Linked DNA regions of Danio rerio: region 2 is linked to region 1. A link is a contact called in public HiChIP or PLAC-seq data. All regions are on one chromosome and are shown on one strand. The core of a region is the stretch at or near the end of the contact, and the rest is flanking DNA. Distances in the headings are between cores, read along the strand shown.

Region 1 (6,125 bases), core at 3,226-5,725:
CAACTTTAAACTCAAGTACTAGCCACAGCCATATCACCCTGCAGCCCAAGACCGGTTACTCACTGAACCTAAGCAGGGCTGAGCCTGGTTAGTACCTGGATGGGATACCACTAGGGAACACTAGGTTTCTGTTGGAAGTGGTGTTAGTGAGGCCAGCAGGGGGCGCTAAACCTGCGGTCTATGTGAGTCCTAATGCCCCAGTAAAAGTGAAGGGGACACTACACTGTCAGTGGGCGCCGTCTTTCGAATGAGACGTTAAACTGAGGTCCTGACTCTCTGTGGTCATTAAAAATCCCATGGCACTTCTCGTGAAAGAGCAGGGGTGTAACCCCAGTGTCCTGGCCAAAGTCCCTCTATCGGCCCTTACAATCATGGCCTCCCAATCATCCCCTTCTACCGAATTGGCTCTATCACTGTCACTTCACTCCACCAATAGCTGGTGTGTGGTGAGCGCTCTGGCGCTGTTGTCCTGTGGCTGCCGTCGCATCATCCAAGTGGATGCTGCACACTGGTGGTGGTGTGGAGAGACCCCCCTCATGATTGTGAAGCGCTTTGGGTGTATGGCCATCCACAATAAATGTGCTATATAAATACACACATTACATTACTGCACTTGACTTGATTTAACTTGAGTCGGCTCATTAATATCTGCAGCAAGTTGTTTTACAATTTTAGGTTAACTTTTTTCCAGTAACCTTTATGAATTTCTTTCTTCAACTAAACACAAAAGAAGATATTCTGTTGGAAGAAAGAAAGCTGGAAATCTGTAACCATTGACTTCATTAGTATTTGTATTTCCAACTCAATCTCACAGCAATTCGTAACTTTTTAATTTAGTGGCTAATTTAGTACGATTTGCTCATCCCCCAAAGACGATTGGGGTTAGGGGTGGGGTTGGAAGCCATGCCTCTTTTTTAAAATTGTATATTTTCGTACGACTGAACTCTGAGGAATTAGCCACTAAACTGACAAAACGTTAAATACTTACAATTCCTCGTAAGATCAGGCTGGTTTTTCTTATAGAAAGTCCACGGTTACAGGTTTTCAGCTTTTTTTTTTCAAAATATTTTCAACACTCGTAAAGGGTTTAAACCACCTGAGAATAAATACTAAGAAAATTTTCATTTTTAGCTAAACTCTCCCTTTAATGTTATATATTAGGGACCGAGCACCCTATTGGAATTGCTCGGTTTAATATTATTGTTACTTTTATTCGCTGGAATGAATCGTGATTTTGAGGGACTAAACATGCCCAAAAACTCAAAACTTTGCGCACGCCCCAGAAGTGCCGAAAATTTACGTTAGTTTTAGGTTTCGGAAGTGGGTGTGGTATAATGACTCAACAGCGCCACCTATGTGTTTTTGACTGGCCCCCGAGCTATGACATACGCACACATATGAAAATTGGCACACACATCAAACATGCCAATACAAAAAAGTCTCTTAAAGCAAAATCTCAAATCCAACAGGAATTCAGATATTTTTAAGTTCCTGTGCCAAAAAAGTGCAGTTTTGCCATTTCCAGGGGTTGTATTTTAACAGACTCCTCCTAGTGATTTTATTGTTATCATTATTAATATTTACATCATCATTACCGTATATGCAAATAATTTATTAATAATATTATTAAATTTAAAATTATTAAAAAGGTTCTATGATGTACTAACAAATTGGTAAAACCTATGGTTAGAAGGAAAGTTGGCAAGTATTAAGATGTAAAATGACAAAAGTATTTTTAAAATATCATAAAAAATGATTATATGCCTGACAAGATTAAACATTTCCCAAATGATGTTTATCAAAGCAAAGAAATTTTCACAGTATGTCTGATCATATTTTTTTCTTCTGGAGAATGTCTTATTTGTTTCATTTTGGCTAAAATAAAAACTGTTTTTATTTAAAAAAAAAAAAAAAAAAACATTTTAAGGTCAAAATTATTAGCCCCTTTAAGCTATATTTTTTTAGATAGTCTACAGAATACCCATCGATATACAATAACCTGCCTAGTTAACCTAATTACCCTGGTTAAGCTAAATGTCACTTTAAGCTGTAATGAAGTGTCTTGAAAAATATCTAGTAAAATATTGTTTACTGTCATCATGACAAAGATAAAATAAATCAGTTATTAGAAATGAGTTATTAAAACTATAATGTTTAGAAATGTGCTGAAAAAGTGTTCTTTCCTTTAAACAGAAATTGGGGAGAGAAATAATAATTCAGAAAGTTTAATAATTCAGACATCAACTGTATATATGTATTATTATTAGGCTGGCTTGAGAAACAATCTATCTATCTATCTATCTATCTATCTATCTATCTATCTATCTATCTATCTATCTATCTATCTATCTATCTATCTATCTATCTATCTATCTATCTATCCTTTTCAAACTGCTTCTATCTATCTATCTATCTCTCTCTGTCTGTCTGTCTGTCTGTCTGTCTGTCTGTCTGTCTGTCTGTCTGTCTGTCTGTCTGTCTGTCTGTCTGTCTGTCTGTCTGTCTATCTGTCTGTCTGTCTGTCTATCTATCTATCTATCTATCTATAAACTGTTTTAATCTATCTATCTATCTATCTATCTATCTATCTATCTATCTATCAACTTTTCATCTTTTCATACTTTTTAAAACTGTTTAAACTAAACAAACTATTTCCAACAGACTTTCTCAAGCCAGCCTAAAGTTTGTCTCGACGAACTTTAATAATCTAGTTATTATTATTATTATTATTTGATGCTCATTCCTGCACTGAAAACATGGTGATGGTTATTATGGCTGAATTTAAACAAACAAATTAAGTTAAACATTACTAAATTTAATGTTTAAAATCAGCCCATATAAATTGCAAAAAGAAAAAAAAGTTAAATCCAATTATCCATTATTTCCCAGTGTGTAATGTGCTTGATTTTTTTGTATTTATGACTGTCTGAAATTTGACACCAAAATATTTTGTGTAACTTGTATGACAGTAAAGCAGATTTTTAGATCTGGGCCTGAAATCTGGTTGTTTTGAAACTGAAAAGTTATGAAGACTCCAGACTCGGGCCAGTGTTGTGCTCCACAAGTTTGTCAGACTTGAAATCAACGCTTTTTCTTTCTGTGGAAGGTTTCAGATAGCGGTGAACCTCTCCATGGAATGTTACGCTCTGACTTTTGGCATTAACTCTTTTGTTGCTCTAACTCTTCAAACAATACTTACTGCCATCGTGGTGGACAATACAGCTCTGGGACTGGACATTGCAACACAGGTACACCTCACCACACCGGCATATGAAACAACAGAAGACATTTGCTTTTGAACATTTAAAACTGTTTACATGTGCTTGTTAATATTAGATCTATATCAGGCTTTGGAGAATGCAGATCTCTCTATGTCTCTCTCTGTGTGTGTAATCCATTTAATGAGTTACATTATATTTCATTTTCTCCCTCTAGTTTCTTGTATATGGAGGATACTACAGCATAATCTCTGTACTGTTCCTCATCCAGGGGCTTTACACTGTTTGTAAGCATTTCTGCACGTCTACAGTTACAAACACAGAGGCGCTTACTGTCATCATGGAGGATCAACGGAAATCAGACACAAGTGGAAAACAGGAAACACAATCATCATCATCATCATCATCACTACAAAACAAAGAACAATCCGCGCTACAGGCTTACACTGAAACTGCGCTGTAGTAGGTTGTTGTATGTTGCATGATATATGTATGATTATTATTTATTCATTCAGTAAAACTACTCAAACTCATTCGTTGTTTCCTGTTTAAATCAGCATATTTTCACCAATCGATGAAATAAAACAATAAGATTGCTGCCTGTAAAATTGTTAACATGCTAACGTCGTGTCTAAGGAGTAAAATGGCATGTGTGCGTCGTTCTTATGAACAGAATCAAAAAGCGAAACCGCTAACCAGGACGTCATTTGGACTGGAATATAACACCGGAAGTTTTTGTAACAGGGCGCTAGGAATAGCGGAAGTGGCGTCGACTGTTTGCAATCTGGGATTTGCAGTCGAACAGCTTTGTTTGCAGTAACATTACAAGTGTTCAAATGTATCTACATTACCGGGCTGCTTTTGTTTAGCATGACTATGCTGTGATCATTACAGTTATGTTTTCATAAGCCAACATCACAGTGCAATATAAAACAATACAGATGTTGTTTAATCTTTTAAAATACGTTGTATGAATGAATGCTGAAGTAGACGCATACTATTTATGTCCCTCGGTTAATAAAATAAGCATATAGGCCAGAGGAAGTGCAGAGGTGTTGTAATGTATATTACCTTTCTATAATAAATATTTGGAGATTTTATTTTCGCATAAAGAATCGAGTTTTTTTAGGCAAAAGCGCTACGAAGGAAGAGCGCGATCAGCGGCTGAAAACTACATCTCCCATGATTCCGCGGCGCAGAGTTGCGTAACTTTTGGAACGTCTTCCAGGAGAAACTCTGCGGCCCAGACGATTTGGCTGAAACATCAAACACCTCGATCCTGAATGACACAAAATCCCACAGAGTGGCATATACTCGTCCGTAACAAGGGAATAATCGACCGCGAACACTCGGAGGCTGGCTGTGAACGAGATTCAGGGTGGATTTGAGAACGCAAGATCGCGAGGGCCTATCAAATATGTCCTCTTCCTCGCAGGCATCTTCCAGGCGGCAGTGGTGCTACCTCTGCGACCTGCCGAAGATGCCGTGGGCCATGATCTGGGACTTTAGCGAGGCGGTGTGCAGAGGCTGCGTCAACTACGAGGGCGCGGACCGGATAGAGCTGCTCATCGACACCGCGCGGCAGCTCAAGCGGACACATGTGATGCAGGACGGCAGGTCTCCGGGTCCGCAGCCCGGCGGTAAACACGGTCCTGCGGGTAAGGAGGGTCCTATGGAGGCCGGCAGACCGCCCTCCGAGCGATACGAACGGGGAAGGGGCGAGTATGTGTCCGCCAGGCTGCCCAACGGGCTGCCCAGATTAGAAGACGGAGGTCCGCCTGAGGTTAGTAGGCAGAGCCCTACTGCGAGGAGGACTTTGGTGGGGGCTGTGCCACCCAATTTGATGGCCCAAGGGCTCGTGGGAGCACCTCACGGCCTGCTGACCGCAATGCCCCTTAATCCCCGAGCTGGCAGTGCCGCCTTGACCATTCCTGCCCCCATGCTGAATGAAATCAGCAAAAGACAGGCCCTGAGCATGGGGTTGAGTGTGGGTGTGCCGTCTTTCATGGCCCCCGAGTTCGAAAAGGAGTTCAAGGAGAAGCAGAGGAATGCTGAAGCCCTGGCAGAGCTCTCTGAAAGCGTGCGCAACCGGGCAGACGACTGGGCAGGACGCCCTAAACCCATGCGGGATGCCCTGCACACCCTATCTGGCTGCACCCCGTTCAATGTCCGCTTCAAGAAGGACCACGGCCTGGTGGGAAGGGTTTTCGCGTTTGACGCCAAGCTGATGGTGGAGTTTGAGCTGAAGATCTTCATCGAGTACCCGTGCGGCTCTGGTAATGTGTTTCCCAGCATACTGGCACTGGTCAAGCATATGTTCCACGACTCTCAGAAAGACACCGGCAAGGTCATTAATTCAGGCTACAAGTATGTTGAGTATGAAAAAAGGCATGGCACCGGTGACTGGCGCCTCTTGTCAGAGCTCCTCAGCGATGCAGTGCGGGCATTCAAAGAAATGCCAGCCCCAGATGCCCTCCCACAGCCGTACCTGGATGCCAGCTGCTCCATGCTGCCCACTGCTCTCTGCCACATCGGCCGCCCAACACAACCCAGAGTACGCAGACGCAAAGCATCACCTGACCCAGACGGCGCAGAGAGGATGAGCTCTGAGGAGCTGCGGCAGCACTGGCCGCTCAGTGCGTATCCTGGCATTCCCGGGCACATGCCAGCCACCTCACTAGCCAGCGCAGGACAGGCTCCAGAGGGCCACGGTAGTGACCCGTCACCCATCACAGCGCTCATGAGTGTGGCTGACAATGTTGGCACTGCCTCCTCGAAAGATGGTCCAGGCAGCAGCGGGCACTCTGCCAATGCAGGCCGGCAGAACAGCACCAGTCCTTCACCTGGTGGTGGTCAGCGGAGACTGGCGTCCCGAAATGGAGAACCGTCTGCTGGCAGCAGCACAGG
Region 2 (6,610 bases), core at 242-2,741, 310 kb before region 1:
TAAAAGGACTAAGCCGAAGGAAAATGAATGAATGAATGCATACTCGCGTCAAATCAATCTACACTGACAGACATGGTAAGTGTAAAATAGTTGTTTGTCTAAGTCTAAAGTCTAAAGTCAAATTTGATGCATAGTTTGTACAGTTTGACATACAGTAACCTCTGAAATAGCTAATCACAGGATACTGTAGGTTATAATCAGGGCCAGACGGAGGTTTTTTTTGCTATTTCTGCTGAGAATGTTTTTAAAAATCTGCGGATGGGAGTTTTATAACTAAAACCTTAATATGTGAAATACAAAGTAATACCTTTCTAACTTTTATTTAAAGTTGAAATTGCCAATCCAATTAGATGCACTTTATTTGGTAAACAAAACAAGTCTCTTATCTAATATATCTACTAAAAGACAGAAAATATTAGTGTATAAACTGCATTGTACATAAATCAGATGCGCCTTTTCATATCAGTCAGTAATATTCCTGTAATTAATAAAAAAATCTAAATAAATATAGATTTACACACATTTACTCAAGTAAATAAGCAGAATTAATGATGGGCTAGAAATCTGCAGAATTCTGCCCGCACAGATTCCGTGTGGGCCTAGTTACAATATAAAAAAACACTAAAAACTTAAATATGTTTACTTAATAATATAGATGTAATTTAAATAAACACACTTGATTGACTGTATTACTTAAACAAAAAAGTTGACCCCTGATCGTCAATGTCTAATTTGCATCATGCTAGTAAGTTTACTGTTGTAGAGATGTGGGATTTTTTTAAAGGAGTTATTCAATATACTTTCATGAAATGCTAGAAGTGTCCGAAGTGTTGGTGAACTGACCTGCAGTCAGCAGACCTGCTCTCTGTTCTCTACAGCAGTTGTTCCCAAAGTGGGGGTCGGGACCCCCCTAGGGGTCGCGGTATAATGAAGAGGGATCGCCTGGTGATTTCCAAAAATCTATTTATTTTCAATTAACCACTAGAATTACCATTTTTTACTGAAGGGAAAAAAATAGTTGTTTCTAGTTGCATGCAATATTGTTACTATAGTAGCTTATAGTTACTAGTTCTATTGGATTGCGACCCCTGGGTTAATTACATAATATTAAAGACATAGCAATAGCGTCAGATGCAGCAGATTGATTTTATGGCACCAGGTTAAACTTTCTGGCCCATTTACAGCACTGACATACATTAAATAAAATAAACGAAGAATAGAATTGGGTCTATTGGAGTGTGTGCGCCATTGCATGCAAGGTTTCTGTATTTATAACCACCTCAGAGGATATTGGGGGTCACGAGTCACTGTCATTGTCATTTTTGGGGTCGCAGGCTGAAAAGATTGGGAACCCCTGCTCTACAGTTCCGCACAGAAGCACCCTCTGCCGGTCACTGTTAGAACAGCAGCGGTCGAGAGGGGGCGGATGACACGGAGAAACAGAGGAAGGGGGAGAGAAAGAAAGAAAAGAGCCTGTGCGTGTTTTCGCAGGCGGAGTTTCGTTCTTGCGCACCGTTGGAATTCACTGTCTGTATTTTTTTCCTCGGGGTTTGCTTGGAGGAGACCGAAGGAGCGAGAAAGCGCCGCCAGCGAGCAGATGTTCTAGCTGGACTATCCCTGTTTCCAGCCTGACAATCGAGCCTATCATCTGGTAAAATGTGGCAGCCCGCGTCGGAGCGATTGCAGGTAAGACTGCCCGTCTAATTACTGCAAGAAACCCTTTTTTTGTCTGATGTCTGTTGTTCATTTTGGAGCTACAGTGTGCAGGCCAGCCAGCGGGTACACGAGCTACCCATCCAGCAAACCTGCTCATCATCCAGCTTTCATTTATTTGTTTATTTCCCTGATAAAACGCTGTCCTGGCGTTTGCATGGCTCCTCAACTTTGTGTCGCGTCTCTTGGCTGGAGCTCTGAGTGTCTGGACTGCAGCTGGTCGCAAAACAGACCTGAAGTTTTACAATTTCTCCAGAGCATATCGTGCTTTTCCAGACCCAATGCCATTTCACACCGTTGCTGTGTCTGTCTGCAGTCTCTGAAATGGCTGGAGCCACTTTTAGTTGAGCTGGAACTTGCTGTTCTTCAGGCCTTGATGTGGTTCCTCTTACTAGCTGTACCTAGTTACTAGTACCAGGGGGTCTCGAGATCATGGAAGACCTGAAAATATCAATGAGTTAGTGATTTTACAGCTCTGGAAAAAAGTCAGAAATTATTCAACCATGTGTGAGTCATAATTTTTCTACAGGTCTTTGTGAAAATTGAGTTAAAGTTGGTTTTATATTTTCACATTCAGACTTTCACTTTAGTAATATAATTTTTTAGGAAACTATTATTTGCAAACTCGTGAAATCATATTAGCAGCCAATGACTATCAAAGTACAACATTGTTCACAGCTAATTAAACAGTGCTAATATTGTTCTTAAGTCATGTTTACACGAGATTTCAGACCAAATGTCGAAAGTACCGTGGTAAACAATATAGGAAGCTTGTCACAAGTTGTAACTAAACGAATGTGCAAATATAAAACCAACTTTACTTTAATCAAGTACCAGGGGTCTCGAGATCATGGAAGACCTGAACATATCAATGAGTTATTGATTTTCCAGCTCTGGAAAAAAAGCAGAAATTATTTAAACACTCGAGTCATTACTCTTCCAATATCTTAGTGAAAAGCCAAAGCTAGTTTTTGGTTAAAACAGCTCTACCAGTGCTGACAAAATGTAGTTAAAGTTGGTTTTATATTCGCACATTCTGACATTCTTCTTAATAATATCATTCTTAAAAATTATTATTTGCAAACTCTTAATAGTGAAATCAATTTAGCAGCCGATGACTATCACAGTACAACATTGTTTACAGTCGTTTAAACGGTGCTAATGTTTTTTTCAAAGTCACATTTATAAAAGATTTCAGAGCTTATATTGAACGTGCCGCGGTAAAAATATAGGGAGCATGTCACAAGTTGTAACTGAACAAATGTGTGAATATAAAACCAACTCTACTTCAATCGAGGGGTCTTGAGATCATGGAAGACCTCAAAATATCAATGAGTTACTGATTTCCCAGCTCTGGAAAGAGTCAGAAATTATTCAACTGTGTGAGTCATGATCCTTCTACAGGTCTTAGTGAAAGTTGAGGTATAGTTGGTTTTATATTCAGACTTTCTCCCTAATAATATTCTTTGCAAGCTCTTAATAGTGAAATCATATTAGAAGCCGATGGCTATCAAAGTACAGCATTGTTCACAGTCGATTGAACAGTGCTAATGTTTCTTTTCCAAGTCATATTTACAAAAGATTTCAGACCAAATATTTAAAATACCATGGTAAACAAAACAGCAAGCATGTCACAAGTTGTAACTGAACGAATTTGCGAATATAAAACCAACTTCAATCGAGTACCAGGGGTTTGAGATCATGGAAGACCTGAAAATATCGATGAGTTACTGATTTTCCAGCTCTGGAGAGAGTCAGAAATTATTCAACTGTCATGATCTTTCTACAGGTCTTAGTGAAAGTTGAGGTATAGTTGGTTTTATATTCGGACTTTCTCACTAATAATGTTCTTTGCAAGCTCTTAATAGTGAAATCATATTAGCAGCCGATGGCTATCAAAGTACAGCATTGTTCACAGTCGATTGAACAGTGCTAATGTTTCTTTTCCAAGTCATATTTACAAAAGATTTCAGACCAAATATTTAAAATACCGTGGTAAACAAAACAGCAAGCATGTCACAAGTTGTAACTGAACGAATTTGCGAATATAAAACCAACTTCAATCGAGTACCAGGGGTTTGAGATCATGGAAGACCTGAAAATATCGATGAGTTACTGATTTTCCAGCTCTGGAAAAAAGTCAGAAATTATTCAAACATGTGAGTCATGATCTTTCTACAGGTCTTAGTAAAAACTGAGGTAAAGTTGGTTTTATATTCGCACATTCTGACTTTCTTCTTAATAATATCATTTCAGAAAACTATTATTTACAATTTTTTTATAGTGAAATCATATTAGCAGCCAATGACTATCAAAGTACAACATTGTTCACAGCTAATTAAACAGTGCTAATATTGTTTTCAAGTCAAATTTACATGATATTTCAATCTAAATATTGAAAGTGCTGTGGTAAACAATATAGGAATTGTGTCACAAGTTGTAACCGAATGAATGTGCAAATATAATACCAACTTTACTTCAATCTAATACCAGTGGTCTCGAGATCATGCAAGACCTGAAAATATCAATGAGTTAGTGATTTTCCAGCTCTGGAAAAAAAAGTCAGAAATTATTCAAGCATGTGTGAGTCATGATCTTTCTACAAGTCTTAGTGATAATTGAGGTAAAGTTGGTTCTATTCGCACATTCTGACTTTCTCCTTAATAAAATCATTTCAGAAAACTATCACTTACAAACTCTTAATAGTGAAATCACATTAGCAGCCAATGACGATCAAACTACACCATTGTTTGCAGTTGATTAAACAGTGCTTGTTTTGAAGTCATACTTACGGGCTATTTTACACTGAATATTTAAAATAACTTGGTAAACTGTTTAGGTACCGAAGTTTTAACTAAATGATTGTGCAAATATAAAACCAGCTTTACTTTAATCTAGTACCAGGGGTCTCGAGATCAAGGAAGACCTGACAATATTGCTTATTTAGTCATTTTCCAGCTCTGGAAATAACTCAGAAATTATTCAAACGTGAGAGTCATTACTCTTCTACTGGTCTTAGTTTAAAGCCCAAGCTGGTTTTTGGTTTAAGCGGATCTACCAGTGCTGAAAAGATTTAGGTAAAGTTGTAAAGACGTTCGTCTTAATAATCCGATTTCAGAAAAGAATTCTTTGCAAACTATAAATAATAACATCATATTAGCAGCCAATGACTATCAACATTGTTTACAGTCAAATAAATAGTGCTAATGTTGTTTTGAGTGTATACTTGCGTGCCATTTCAGACTGAGTATTCAAAATACCATATAGAGATCGTGTCGCATGTTTTAACTGAACGAATGTGCAAATATAAAACCAACTGTACCTCAATTTAGTGAAAAGCCAAAGCTGTTTTTTGCTTTAGACAGATCTTCCAGTTCTGAAAAGTCCTCCAAAACCAGTATATGTAGTTTAGGCTTTTTAAAAAGTGTAGTTAAAACCCGTTGTCTTTTGGAGCTAGTCATTAGCAGCAAAAACTAAAAGAATCTAGTGACCAGCAGCCTGTGCTAGTGCTCAGGATGGTCTTTGAAGTAAATGACTGGTTGGCCAGTGTGAACTAGCTAATTACAAGCTTGTACCAGTCAGAAACTTACTGTAAACTGAGTTTTCTTGTAGACGTTGATCGTTGTGAAGTATCACATAAATGGTTTCTTTGAAATTGGTAGAAAATAATAGGAATTCAAAGGTGTAAAATAGATTGTGTAAAAGTCCCTGCTGAAAGCTTGAACTGGTTAGTTTTTGCTGGTATAAGCTGCTTTTCCAGTATGGGCGTTTTAAGTTTGTTCTCATCCTGTCTTTTTCATTTTTTATTTTAAAAAAGTGCACAAAAGCCATCTGAAACCATCAAATAAACAATGTTTGGGTTTTCCCCATAAGAAAATAATCCAGTTTAAGCTGCATGTTGTGTTTTGGAATATAGTAGCTGGTTTATAGCTGGTCATTAAGAGGGAAATCCTAGCTACCAGCTGGCCTTACCATTGGTCAAGATGGTCTTTTGATCTGTGCTGAGTGCTTGGCCAGTTTGAGCTAGTAAATGGGCACTTTGTACCAGCAGGAAACCGGCTTAAACTGATTTTCTTGCATATGTTAATCAGCAAATCACACTAAGGCTTTAAAAGTCAAGACAAAGGCTTTGAAATTAGTTGAAGGTGTGGGAATTCTGAGGTGCAAAATGGACCTTTGTCATAGAAAGTCAATTACAAATTTGCTACTGAAAAGCCTAACTATGTTGTCTACTTGATGATAAGTTCTGAAAAGTCCACTAAAACCAGCAAAATAGTTCTAAACAGTTCTCAAAGTGAGCTTTAAAATATTTATTCAACTACCCACACATTAAAAAGCACATTAAAGTCCATTAAAAGAAACAGAAATTTAAATTTAAAGTATTTCACAAATTTCAGAAAAGGATTCTTTGCAATTTCTAAATAGTGAAGTCATATCAGCAGCCAATGACTATCAAAGTACAACATTGTTCACAGTCCAATAAATAGCGGTTTGTTGTTTTGAAATTATGCTTAAATGCAATTACAGACCAAATACATAAGTTATAAAGTGTGTAGATGTACAGATTTCATGATGAAAAGTCTACTTTTATCCTATTTAAGATGGTCTCCTGGGCCCAATTTAAAAAAAAAAATTTAATCCAAATCAATTTGGTACAGATTTGGAAATCCCACGTTTTGATATGTAAGATTAACTGATCTATCTTACTTTCATGACTGTTTTATCACTGTAATCCAAATGCCAATTTTCAGGTTTATCAAATCCAGTTTACCAGAGCCTTAAATGGGACCAACAGTAGGCACAGGCTGGTATAAGATTCTGACAGCATGACAACCTTGGATAAAAAAAAATTAGGGTTAAATGGTATCATAGAATTGTGAATACTTCTCTAAAAAAA

What was found. HiChIP or PLAC-seq counts read pairs in DNA pulled down with a chosen protein or histone mark.
Region 2: an H3K4me3 HiChIP or PLAC-seq map of embryo shows a contact between it and region 1, with 2.2 times the contacts expected there. The contact joins the promoter of pid1 here to the promoter of irf2bp1 in region 1. A contact is called at or near these places in 1 of 18 Hi-C or Micro-C datasets (an unstated tissue) and 1 of 4 datasets of contacts at active chromatin or transcription factors (embryo).

What each region holds. Positions count from the first base shown.
Region 1 is chr18:49,370,135-49,376,259 of GRCz12tu, reverse strand. irf2bp1 (interferon regulatory factor 2 binding protein 1) reads left to right here and starts at 4,475. Exons shown (of 2, transcript NM_001044354.2): 1 at 4,475-6,125. The coding sequence starts at 4,636. slc19a3b (solute carrier family 19 member 3b) reads left to right here. Exons shown (of 5, transcript NM_001044707.1): 4 at 3,107-3,248; 5 at 3,490-3,681. The coding sequence ends at 3,681.
Region 2 is chr18:49,681,473-49,688,082 of GRCz12tu, reverse strand. It overlaps pid1 (phosphotyrosine interaction domain containing 1), which reads left to right and starts at 1,491. Exons shown (of 3, transcript NM_001013504.2): 1 at 1,491-1,686. The coding sequence starts at 1,657.